Linked DNA regions of Danio rerio: region 2 is linked to region 1. A link is a contact called in public HiChIP or PLAC-seq data. All regions are on one chromosome and are shown on one strand. The core of a region is the stretch at or near the end of the contact, and the rest is flanking DNA. Distances in the headings are between cores, read along the strand shown.

Region 1 (6,403 bases), core at 2,731-5,230:
AGGGCGAGCACACTGGCGGCTCTCTCGGGACTCTCCGGAAGCCTTTCAACTTCCGGCGGGCTTTCGGACTCTTTGGCTCGGGCTGGCTCAGTCTTGGCCGCTTCACCTTTTTGGGGCCTTTCTTCAATATTGAAGTGCGAGCCATTCCTCAGTGTCTCTCGGCAGTCTCCGTAGAGATGCTGCTCCAGAGTTAGATTTGACGCTGCCAGGTGTTTGAACTCGGACTCAAAAGGGAAGCCACCGCATGGCTGAGTGGCTCCTTCCACCTGGCTCAGGACGGCAGTTCCCCTGTACACCTCGATAGCCTCCGGAAGCATGGACTTGATCTTGGGGAGCCAGCGCTTGCGAACTCTCCGAGCATTGGTGCACATGTCTGCAGCAATCACATTCATCTCACTTTCTTTGAAGTTAGGGGCAAAATTCTGACAGTAGACTAATGTTAAAACAGACAGAAAGAAAAGAACATTTCAGTTCCATGTCGTGACAAATGAAGCAAGAACAATGTTTGCAACTGATTGGTTCTTGAAACGTGGGGAATTACGGCAAGGAAAGTTTTGAAGTAAGCTCCTCATATAAACCTTAAGTAAGACATAGGATCATGCAAGCTAAGATTACAAACATACATTCAATTCTTAATCAGTTCAAGCGGCTTTGATTGCTGTGACAGGGAAGAAGTGGGTCACTCACGTTTCACGGTGTTGAGAATGCGGCTGTCCAGCGGTTTGCGATTTGGATCACAGTTGGAGGAACGTATTCCAGTCCCACAGCTGTCAGCCAGTGTATTCCTGCAGTCAAAATACCAAAGTCAGCCACTGGAGGGCACACACATAATATGTTTCCAAAACACCATGCGGTTCTTACAGTTATCAAACACAATATACTGCAACATTTGAATGCGAGGGTATAGATTTAATCTCTGCTTGGTCTTGTTTTTTTTGTTTTACTGCAGAGGCAGGCATGCTTGTTATGCATCTGTAAGGCTTTAGACCTGTCAAAAAAAGCAGCTAGAAGGCGTCTCAGCAGGACTTTGTGCTTGACCCCAGCACAGAGGTGACAGTTCATCAGCTGCCCACGAGTCATGAAGACACCAGATCCTTCCACAGCACCAACAACAGAGAAACAAGGAGACCTTAGCTCTGAATCAGTGACTCAAATGACTCAGTCTGAACTGATAAATAATTCAGATGGACACGGAGTTTCAGACAGGCTGGTATTATTCAGGCCTCACCTCCAATCAGCTCCAGTCTCTCTCCAGGGTCGCCTTCTGTGTAGAGTGCAGGGTGGCACCGGTAGCCGATCTGGCTGATGAGTCCGGCAGGCAGAGCCTCTCTGTCTCCTCCCAACAGCACACAGAAACGGTTCTCCAAGGACAGAGGCAGGGAGGACACCTCCATCTTCTCTTGCACTGGGAACAGACACAACAGATCACACTCACAGGAATGAATCCTCAGCATTTTGGGCTGCAATGAGTAGTCCATTAAAAGACATTTACTGGTGTAAATCCCGGACGAGCCCCCGAATATCTTTCCATTTGTCAGACTCTCGTACGAGTCATCTTCAAAGTCCTCCTCCTCGTTTTGATGAGAAGTTGGGCTGTCTGTGGTCGGGAGGCTAGAGGCACCGGGGCTGGCATGATCTCGGGTTGATTGCTCATAAGCATGCATCACGGGTATGACACCGTTCACACCTGCACTGGTGTAGAAAAGAGTGCCATTCCTTGAAGATCTGCTCCTGTGTCCCCTGTCCTCCTCAGAGTGCTTTAGCTCCCCGTTCTGAGTGCACACGGGGGTCTCCAGCTTCTCTTCCTTGATCTTGCAGACAGTTGTGGGCTGGTCGCCTAGCAACAGGGAGGAGTTGTTGTTGTTTGGGCTAGGGGGATCGTCTGTGGCAGATGTCTGTGAGTCACAGTACGGTGCGCTGGCCTTGAACATGAGGTCCATTCCCCGCTCTACGATGTTCTGGATCTGAAGGTAGCCCGCCGTGTACATGACCATCAGCTGATCGCTGGCACTAACCGTCATTCGGCCCGTGTAGCAGAAGGTCAGAATCTGCTGGAAGCAGGACGGGGCTACGGATGAGGGCAGCTCGAAGAGCGTCTGGGTACTACCGCTGAAGAGATCGCGGAAGTAGAGGCTGCTGGCCGCCAAAACGGCACGGTGGGCCTTGAAGGCCTGTCCGTTGACCATGATGGCCACATCGCAGTGCTGGCCCAGCAGCCGCTGTTCGTTCAGGCTGTCCAGAACCGTGCTGCCAAAGTTTGGAATCTCCATGTGCAAGAGCTGAGACATCATGCCCGTTTCAGATCTCCGGAGAAGACAGGATTTTCTCACCAGACATCTAAGACAACAGAAAGTCACAATGAAGGTGGACCAGCCTGATGAGGTAACAAACTGAAAATGACTAGATTCAAAAGTCACACAATGTTTATCTGGTGCAGACACAGCAGAAAAAATGCGACAGAAATGCTGCACAGCAACTCCCTTGGTAAACAGCTCTCTTCACCCCAACATTACTAGAGTCTGCATGTTTGGCAACTCAGCATAAGCTTGCCTGGAGTATTCAAAAGAAGCTGAAAAGTGACCCACAAACCCACCCACCCACCCTCCCTCTCCACCCCGCCACTACCTGACCTCTATAGCAGAATCTTCCCAGATGAGAGAGAGAGAATGCGGGCAGGCTCCACACAGCAGCTCAGCATGAGGAAAGGTAGCTTGAGAAGCAGAGAGATACGTCTCAATCCGTCCTCTTCCTCCCCGCACAGGACTGAGCCAGGGAGAGGGAAAGCGAACGTCTGTGTGCAATCGATGCACCATCTACTGTATGTCACAGAAAGGGGGAGAGAGGCTATAGGCACAGACACAGAGACTAGGGAGAGAGGGGGAGGGAGTGAGACTGAAGGAAAGTCATTTAAGGACACAGAGTGAGAGAGAGAGAGAGAGCGAGAGAGAGAAATCGAGCAAGAGAGAAAGAGAAAGAGAGAGAGCCTGATGCGGATAACTGCCCTGCAGAGAGTAAACGTGTTCATGTGCGATGGAGACAAAAGACAGGCAAGACAGAAAGAAAGAGAGAGAGAGAGAGAGAGAGAGAGAGAGAAAGAGCAATGGCTCACTTTTATTTGAGCGTCACACCGCACGAAGAAAAGACAAGAACGGGAGCGTTCACCCTGCATGCACCAACCCCAATGCGTGCAGACACATAATCCATCAGAAGCCGTCTCTGCCACGATCAGCTCCGTGCTCAGGATTATTTACATTAAGGGCAGACAAATGGTGTGTGCCAGGAGAGCAGCTCTGCATTGCAGTCCCTGTCACAGGCTGGCATGCTCAGTACAGAGTCTGCATACCCAATCAGATGTGCCAACACGGCATCAGACAGATACTCAACCGATAAGAAAAAGAAAGGAGGGAGACTCAGTCTCAAAGCTGCCCTGAATGTCAGATCAGTACATCAAACCCAGAGCGTTTTAAGGCGGCACGTATCAGACGGACGGCTGAAAGACTGTAGTGTGCGAGGAAGAGTTGAGTACAGAGCAGTGGGGCAGTAAAGCAGCGTCTCTCAGCAAAGTGGGGAAGAAGGCGCTGTGCTTCAGTCTCCGAGTTTTAATGCTGAGACGCCGATGGGCTACAGCGTGAGTCAGCGCTATTAGAGATAAACTGCCGTGTTCCACTCGTCTAATATCAACAGCAAATAAATTAGAATAAATCAATAAAGCGTGGCAGACACACGCCCGGTGACTGCTGCATAACTTGATTCCTGCCGTCTGTCTGGTCTCTAACACTAAAAAAAAGCAGCAAAACGTGACACTTTCATCTCCAGAAACTCCCCTCAAACTTTGTTTCCCGCACCATTTAGGAGAATGTTCTGAAGAAACGAACACAGCAAGTTATTCTACATTCGCAAACAAGAGTGCCTGTGCAGACATCTGTTAAGTTGACAGCTGGAGCTCTAGTAATAGACAGCGTTAGTATGGTCACATGTATGATGTCCCTGAGGAGAACAGACTGCAGTCTGAGCTGGTGGGGAGAGACTCCACACTGCCTACTAGAGGACAGACATGGACGTTGCAGCAATCGAAAAACTTAAATGACCTCTCAATGTGCTCAGACTTTAAGTCGCAGTTACACTGTGTTCTCAGTACGGTACGTCCAACTGTTCTCCTGATAAATGGTCGTTTAAGAAGGCTGCTCAGAAAACTGTTGTACATGTAACAGCACAGTATTGTGGTGCATTATAAAACATCAATGCTTTAAAGCAGTTCACTCAAAAATAAATAATATTTACTCACCCTTTACTTGTTCCAAATGAGTTTCTTTCTTTTGTTGAACACAGATGATGATATTTCGAAGAAACGTAACCATTGATCCTTTTGTTTTTCCTTATATGGAAGTCAACTGTTGCAGGTTTTCAGCTTGAGAGTGAGGAAATTAGTATTTTCAGTTGAACTAACCCTTTAATAGACACTCTTATGAAATAAAAAAAAATTATAATCATACATTTTTATTTGAAAGACAACTTACAGCGTTCTTTATACAAAATGCAACGGCTCCTCTGTTAGGACAAACTACATATATACAGAACAACTGCCCCCAAAAATAGTCTTTACATAAAAATATCATTCTTAAAGCACTGGAAATAATAATATTAATAATAATAATAATGAACAAGCAACGTAATTTACAGCCGTTCATTTGGAGCAGCTTAAAAGGCCACCATTATGTGCATCTACCATCACAACACATAAGCCATATTTTATTAGGGAATATTTATCCTCCACAACAATGCTCCATTAAATAGTGAAATATCACAAGGTGAACACGTTACTTCAAATCAGTCCACAAAGCAAACTTTGTTTAATAATGGCATTTTAAAACAGTTCACAATGTCAACAGGCTTGTAAACTTTGAATTAAAAACCGCAGTAGTGATATACATTGAACACTGAACAGCCTGTAATCAGGAAATCCTCGGAGTACATTAAATGAATCGCTGCCTATAAGGTTCAACATAGATGGTGTGTGTTTGGAGATTTATATTAAAACGCATTGATCATTACAATCACTTGTACAAAAAAATAAACTGAAAATATTGTGATCAATATAGTTTAGCACCAAATTTGACACATAATTTGATGACTTTTGAAATGCATTAATGTAGTTATCATAAATCCCCTGGTGAGGAAATTTACAATAAGATTTTTAAATCAACTCTAGGAATAATGTCACTTATAAGTAGGGACAGACAGAATCTGTGGATGTTTTTTGCCATTTCTGCAGAGAATTTTGATAAAAATCTGCGGAATTATTTTGGGAGTATCATAACTAAAATCTAAATATTTTAAATAAAAAATAATATCTTTTTAACTTTTATTTAATGTTTAAAATGCAAATCCAATTAAATTCATTTTATTTGGTAAACAAAGCAAGTCTCTCATATATCTACTGAAAGACAGAAAAAATTACTGTACAAACTGCATTGTACATAAATCAGATGAACATTTTCATATTAGTCAATAATATTACTGTAATTATTTAAAAACTGAGTAAATCAAGATTCACACACATATTTACTCAAGTAGATAAACAGAATTAACGATGGCCTAAAAATCTGCAGAAATATGCGGAAAATCTGCAGAAATCTGACCGTGCAGATTCCGTGTGGGCCTACTTATGAGGTCAATAAGATAGAAGATCACCTGAAAATTCTGTTTTACTGGATATATTCGGTATGGCTTTAAATAAAATGTTACTATGTGTTTCTTTTAATAGTCTAATAACATTTCTTCTCAATTTCAAACAGAGATTCTGCCATTTAAAGAATATTTTTTTGTTATTGAAAATCATGGTCATTCCAGCAAATATTGCTTTATTTATTTATTTATTTATTTATTTTACTTGTACTGTGTTCTCTAAAAATGAATATAAACATGTCTCAAGGCTGTTTTTTGTGAGTAATCAACCAAAAGGCAAAAGGCCGATTTATACTTCTGCATCAAGTGATCGCCATGACCCTACATCGTAAGCCTTGCGCGTAGCCGTGCATTTGTACTTCTGCATGCTGATAGGTTACGTTCCTCTGTGTTGAGTTACTTCGAGGGTGTTTTGTTTTTTCTGAATGCTACCTCAATATACAAGTAGTTAAAGCTCGCTCATTCGGAGACTGGAACCTGCTAACTTTAATCAAAAGGTAAACATAAAACAACTAAAGCTCCTTCACAGGATTCAGCAGTTAAACACTCGCTCCATCGGGCTCACAGCTCTCAGCACCACCCATGCTCATCACTGCTACCAAGCCAACCAATCACAGAGTTTTCGCTACCATACGCGATGCAGAAGTATAAATCGGCGTTTAGCCTTTTGGTCGATTACTCAAAAAGGTAATGATTGGCACTCATCAAGTAATTGCTT
Region 2 (6,591 bases), core at 3,435-5,934, 72 kb before region 1:
GCGACCGCTGCAAATTGCGCTTTTATGTTTAGCTGGTCAACTGTATAGTATGGAAACCTTATATACCTGCTAGATGAACCCGTCTCATACAGCTGCCATTGCAAGGCTCAGACACTTTGTAGAGAGGAATTTAACACAACTGCCTCTAGGAGTCGCCAATGGAAATAAAACAGACACGCACAAAAAATGTGCGTACGCCAGCCAAGAAGCTGCCGTGGAGCTGCGCACATTCCCACGTTCAGTTCATCGTTAGTAAATCCAAACGTGAGCGATTCTGAGCGTGAAACCTGGCGTACGCAAAGTTTTTGTGCTTACGCAGCGTTGATACATGAGGCCCCTGTTGTTTTTAATGGGGTATATACACACAGACTTTAGATTTTCAGTCAGCCAGCCCAAGCGCTTCCGGTGACAACAGCCATTCCGATAGCGCCATTACAAAATCCCCATGTTTAAGGTGCAATTTCTTTATAAATCATCAATCTTCACTGCCTGATTGATATACAATATATGCGAGTTCAAAGAAGCACTGCATTAAGTTCCATTTTTTTCATGCCATGTCTTTAAAATTTGCCAATTTATTTAACCATTGTATTTTCAATAGAGTTTCTGCAGTAGCCTGCTGCTTCACACAGAACTTGTGTTTACACAGCTTTTCATCTCGTTTTACGCCTCAATAACTAAATGAATGCTTAAGGGTGCTTTCACACCTAGACTTTTGTTTCAGAAGCTGGCGCATTTCCCCAGTTAGCGTGGTTCGTTTGGCATATGTGAAACCAGCAATCGCACTCGCATCCGCGCTAAAACAATCGGTCCGAGATCGCCTGAATGAGGTTGTCTCGACTTGATTGAAACGAACTCTGGAACAGATTGATTATAGTAAGAAAGCAATACGATCCAATGAACGAGGCTATAACATCGTGTATTATGGATATGTAATAGGTTTATATGGCTATATGAAGAGAGAATGAGTAGGGCGGGATATCTTAGTTCCTATCGACAAGTGTGTGTTTCATGTCGAATATAAAAGTGAAAGTCTGTATGTGTGAACAGGCCCTTTTTGAAAATACCGGTAAATTAATTCCAGCAATTTTCCTTAAAGAGAAGTTGTAACATTACCAGTAATTTGCTGGAATGCTGTGTGAATGCAGAAGGATAACTGCCGGAAAGAGTGTGCTCACGACTAGAACGTGCTGACGTAAGCCGTCTAATTTAGCCAATCAGAACACTCAGACGCATTCACACCTGCGCGGTTTAGGAAAATAAAAACCTTTTATATTTTTCCAGACACATTTACCCGTTAGATGTTAGGTAGATAACGTTTCTATGTTCCTTCTTAATGCCAACTGTTTAAAAATATATTGATAAAATGCTTATAATAAACCGCTGTTTGTCTACCTTCAAGACGTGTGTGCACATGAAGGAGCGGGTGAGCTTCAGCACACACACACAATATGTACATATCAACATGCGAAAGTGTTCCTCCATACGTTTTCATATAAGATGTTCACAATACTTATAATGTAGTCAAGTGTGTAAACATTTAGCTGTGGTTCACGTTTCTGCCTTTGGATGTCTCACAAAGCAGCTGCATGAATGCTAAAGCTTTAAATAAAAGTGAAACCATCAAGAAAATGTCGACCCCTTCTTTGTTTACAAATAAAAGTGCAGCCGTTTACAGGTCATTTCTGGATAATGATGTCAGAATTTACTGGTATTTTGGAATGGATGCGTGTATGATCTTTTCCTGAAAAATTCCAGAACGTCTGTGCCTGTGTGAACATCTTTTTTATGAATTTACCGGTAAAGTCGTTCCGAAAATTTACGGATATTTACCGGTATTACTTTGTGAAAGGGGTTTATAATGTCTTTTTGCTCATCGTCATAAATTAAAATAGGGATGCATGACAGCTGAGAGACTATGAAATAAACCGTGGAACCAGTGTGAGGAGAGTTTACTCGCACGTAACTTGTTTTATCTATTTTGGTCCATTTACCAACTTTGGAGAGTGAAAGCGAACCGCACCAAGAAGAACAAAGTGCAACATTGTTCCTATTTTTATCTGTTTTAGGGTGCTTTCACACCTATGAATCGATTCAGTTGTTCCGAAACAGAGATTACAAATGTTACATTGTTGCTCTTTGCTCTTGGAGCGGTTCGCTTTCACACTGCAAAGTTTCTTATCGGACCAAAAGAGCTAAAACAAGTCACGTGCGACTGCGAGTAAACTCTCCTTACATTGGTCAGTGTCAGGGTTTATTTTGCAGCGTGACGCTAAGCTGTCAGGAGAGGTGGTGGTTTGGTGGTGATTGACAGGGTGCGCGTGCGCGACGTGTCTGAGGAGAGATGCGGTGGGGAGGGGTGAGAAGGGTGCGTGATGATGCCTATTTGAGGACCGGGAGGGAGACGCGAGATTACCGGGAGATTATCACTCGTTTGCGAGCATGCGGAGACTTGCGAAACTTCCCGCCATACTCATAATTCTCTCTTCATACAGCCGTATGCCTATTACATATCCATAAAACACTGTGATATAACCGCGCTCGGATCGGATCGCTTTCTCACTGCAATCGAACCGCTCCAGGGTTAGTTTCAATTGAGCCAAGACCACCTCATTCAAGCGATCTCGGAGCGATTACTTTGGCGCGGAACAGAGCGCGATTGCCCTGTTCACATATGCCAAACGAACCGCGCTAACTGGGCAAAGGAGATATGTTCCAAAACAAAAGTGTAGGTGTGAAAGCACCCTTAGAACAAAACCATCTATTTACAGGTGTGAAAGCACCCTAAGTCTATTTAAATGTCTATTTTAATTACATGACAACACTGACTCTGTAAAAAGAACCTTATTAAATTGAAAATAATCACATAAATCTTTCACTGGAAGTTTATCAGTGGCTGAAAAACACAAGCTGTGCATATACTGTTGAAGTCAGAATATTAGACCCCCTTTGAATTTTTTTCTTTTTTAAATATTTCCCAAATGATGTTTAACAGAGAAAAGAACATTTTTACAGTATGTCTGATAATATTTTTTCTTCTGGAGAAAGCCTTATTTGTTTGATTTCGGCGAAAATGATTTCGGAGGATAAAAGTAGTTTTTTATTTTTTTAAAAACATTTTAAGGTCAATATTATTTGCCCCTTTAAGCTATAATTTTTTCCGATAGTCTACAGAAGAAACCATCATCATACAATAACTTGCCTAATTACCCTATCCTGCCTAGTTAAGCCTTTAAATGTCACTTTAAGCTGTATAGAAGTATCTTGAAAAACATCTAGTAAAATGTTATTTACGGTCATCATGGCAAAGATAAAATAAATCAGTTATTAGAAATGACTTATTAAAACTAGTATGATTAGAAATGTGCTGAAAAAAAAAATCTCTCTGTTAAACAGAAAGAGGGGGGAGGTAAACGGGGGCTAATAATTCTGACTTCAACCGTAGCCCATTGTGCTTTACAAATAAACAGCCTAGCCTAAGATAATATCATTAAAATAACACAAACTTTATTACAGTAGACAATTAGCTATTGTGACCAAAACAAATAGAAGAAGGATAAAATCCTACCAATGGCTCGCTCGATTTTCCCCATGACCTGATTATTGGGGATAGCCTTCCCACATTCATACTCTGCAATGATCTGTGGCTTCTCGTTAATTTTCTGCAAGAGAAACGCACAATTATATTTCACCACCTCAAAAATAAATGAACCTTACGGTAAGTCTGGCAAACACTCACAGTAGCCAGATCTTTCTGGGTGAGGCCCTTATTCTGCCGGCCCTGCTGGATCACTTTGCCCACTTCAAGTGGCACTCTCTGGTGGCTGAGCTCCTCCGTCTCTCTGTCCAGCTTGGCTGTGTTTTTGGTTACAACATGTTGTTTATTTTGCCCAGCAGCCCCTAAGGAGAAAAAAAAAACAAGATTGTTTACTCAGTGTACTTGCTAGCAATGCTCCAATACTCTATATAATATTGAACTATTTGGTACGATTTCCATGGTTCAAGTACATGGTTTCTACAGGTTTTATGAAATAAAATGTAAGACTTTTTAAGACTATGTGTGAAGGTAAAACCAACTTTACCTCAATGAAATTACCAGCACATTTCACTCCAGTTAGTGATATAAACAGATCTTATATAAAAGGTATGTATTCTTACATTTCTTAGACGTTTCCACAGCTTCTCCCTTTCTCTGAGCAGCAGTCACAGCCTAAAAACAGAGGTTATAACGTTGTTATGTAAACCGAAACTCCATGTAGATCTTTGAACTGTGTTGTTATGATCACACTTATTATGGCCTCCAACAGCACGTTTCACATACTGGCTAATTCTCGAAGTTATACGTTAACATTACTACTCCTTTTACTGTCACATTGATATTTAATGCTTTGGGACACACATTATATCGCATTAGTCGAAGACAAACATTTATAAACAGGTCAAAGCAACAATGTGCTCGTCATACGTGAACTAATCACGTCAGCAAACTATATGTAGCAGAAGCGTGTGAAATACCTGCTTCGACTTGGACTGCGCGGCCGATCCCTTCTTCCTCAAAACGGTCACCGTGTCCCAGTCGCATTCTGCCATGATTTTTGGATGATTTTGTTGTTGTTGTGTGTTTAGAGGTGTTTGATTTTAGGGCAACTGCGGGGCGTTGAAGTTGTCGAGCACGTCCCTTTTTGCTCTTTATGCTAGTGAACTAAACCGGATATACGTCACCGTGTGGGCACATGTCAACAAGCCCCTTTAACGTGAGTAAAGCTTATCGTATTGAGAAGGTGTGGGTTTTAAAATTGTACTGAAAAACGTACAATTTATTATAAGTTTAGATAAATAGTGCGTGTTATGAACGGTCAAAAGCTTTTAATTTGCCATGCGTGGCATCTGACGCAACAACTTGAACGAATTAGCAAAGTTAACGTTAGCTAGTTGTGAATGACAGAAAATAACGTATTATTATATATTAACGTTATAATATTAACGTTTTTATTAGAAATAAGATCACATTTGTTACAGCTTAAAATTAACAAACCACCTATTTTTTTGTAAATAACAACGATTTTAAAATGCTGTAAAAATGTATTAATAATTAAACGAACGTTGTTATTTTTGTCATGTTTTTTGACGAGGTTACATTTATTTTAGAACAACACAATACCAATGTTTTAGCTTCTGAAAAGTGTCTGGAACCCAGATTTATCTATCACAATAAATTAATACATTTGATACTTATTATAGTCTTTCCATTTGTCACTTTCTGAAGAAAAACAAATATTCTCTTTCTTATTTGGAAGAAATGTTATCAGACCTTTATAGAATAAAGCTAATATGAACCCTCAATAAATCCAGTATATCATGAGAGAACATACAGAGAAAGTGGTCTCTTAATTTTCTTTCCATAGCTATTATTATTATTATAACAATCTATTTTCTCTATCATATGATATAGTGTGTGTCATGAATGGTCAAAAGCTTTTAATTTGCCCCTCGTGGCATCTGACTGCATCTGCATCCGCAACAACTTGAATGAATTAGCAAAGTTGTTAGCAAGTTATGAATAACAAGAAATAATACAAATGCAGCAATTTAGTATCTTAGTTCAAGTTAATTTATTGTTTTTAATAGGAATAAAATATTAGTTTGTTTATATCCGTTTAAAGAAAATAAACCACATTAGGGTTGTAACGGTATGAATTTTTCACGGTATGATAATCGTCTAAAACAATACCACGGTTTGACGGTTTCGCGGTATACGGTATGTTACAAAATAATAGAACAGTGAAGCAAATTTGACTTTTTTCAAATAATATATTTTTAGTTACTATAAACAACACCACTTACAATGAACAAATAAAAATAAGAAAATAATAAATAATGTGTCAAAGTCCAAATAAACATGGTGCAAATCCTCAGTAAAAAAATAGATATAAATATTTACTATACTATAAATAGTTACATAACGAAACTAGATTAAATATGGAACATCCTTAGGTTTTATGTGCCAGCATGGATATGGTTGTCTATGGATATGGATATGGTTGTCTGCAATGCAGACAAACAGCTGCATCTTCATTTGCGTCTTTTGAAAACAGCAAGAGCAGCAGTTCGTCTTTGCTGTGTCACTGTTTTGTCATGTTTCTGTGCTGCTGTGCATGCAAAAGTACTTAGTATGAGAATTATTTCATGCAAAACTTTTTTTTTGCGTTTTATTTAGCCGCGCATAAATGTATGCCTATCTCTCATTCCGTGTTGTTCAAAAAGCTTGTTTCTCAATATGCGTTCTTCAGCGGTCTTGTGTCCTCGTGAAACGTCATCATCAGCTGCCTAAGTTCAGTTCCAATACTCAAGACCGCAAGTACGGAGGACGCGTGAAACTTCCCGGATGTGTTCTTGATATCGAGGACGCACCGATGCAGACTTCAACAGCGAGCTCGCTCTGGAAGTCCCAGAAGTCATTGCGACTGGAGGTGGGAAGCGCAGCATTTTATTTAGATTTATTATTAAAGTTCAGAGATATTACTTATTTACCTCAGGAGTTTCCCTAAATGAAACGGTGAAGGTAAACATTAACATGAACATCTTAATAAA

What was found. HiChIP or PLAC-seq counts read pairs in DNA pulled down with a chosen protein or histone mark.
Region 2: an H3K4me3 HiChIP or PLAC-seq map of gastrula embryo shows a contact between it and region 1, with 3 times the contacts expected there. The contact joins the promoter of edf1 here to the promoter of nacc2l in region 1. A contact is called at or near these places in 2 of 4 datasets of contacts at active chromatin or transcription factors (embryo and gastrula embryo).

The regions. Positions count from the first base shown.
Region 1 is chr5:70,250,689-70,257,091 of GRCz12tu, reverse strand. It overlaps nacc2l (NACC family member 2-like), which reads right to left and starts at 3,980. Exons shown (of 7, transcript XM_073951595.1): 1 at 2,631-3,980; 2 at 1,493-2,337; 3 at 1,229-1,405; 4 at 989-1,094; 5 at 688-785; 6 at 1-433. The coding sequence starts at 2,291.
Region 2 is chr5:70,323,425-70,330,015 of GRCz12tu, reverse strand. It overlaps edf1 (endothelial differentiation-related factor 1), which reads right to left and starts at 4,684. Exons shown (of 5, transcript NM_200745.1): 1 at 4,516-4,684; 2 at 4,159-4,210; 3 at 3,740-3,900; 4 at 3,569-3,662. The coding sequence starts at 4,590.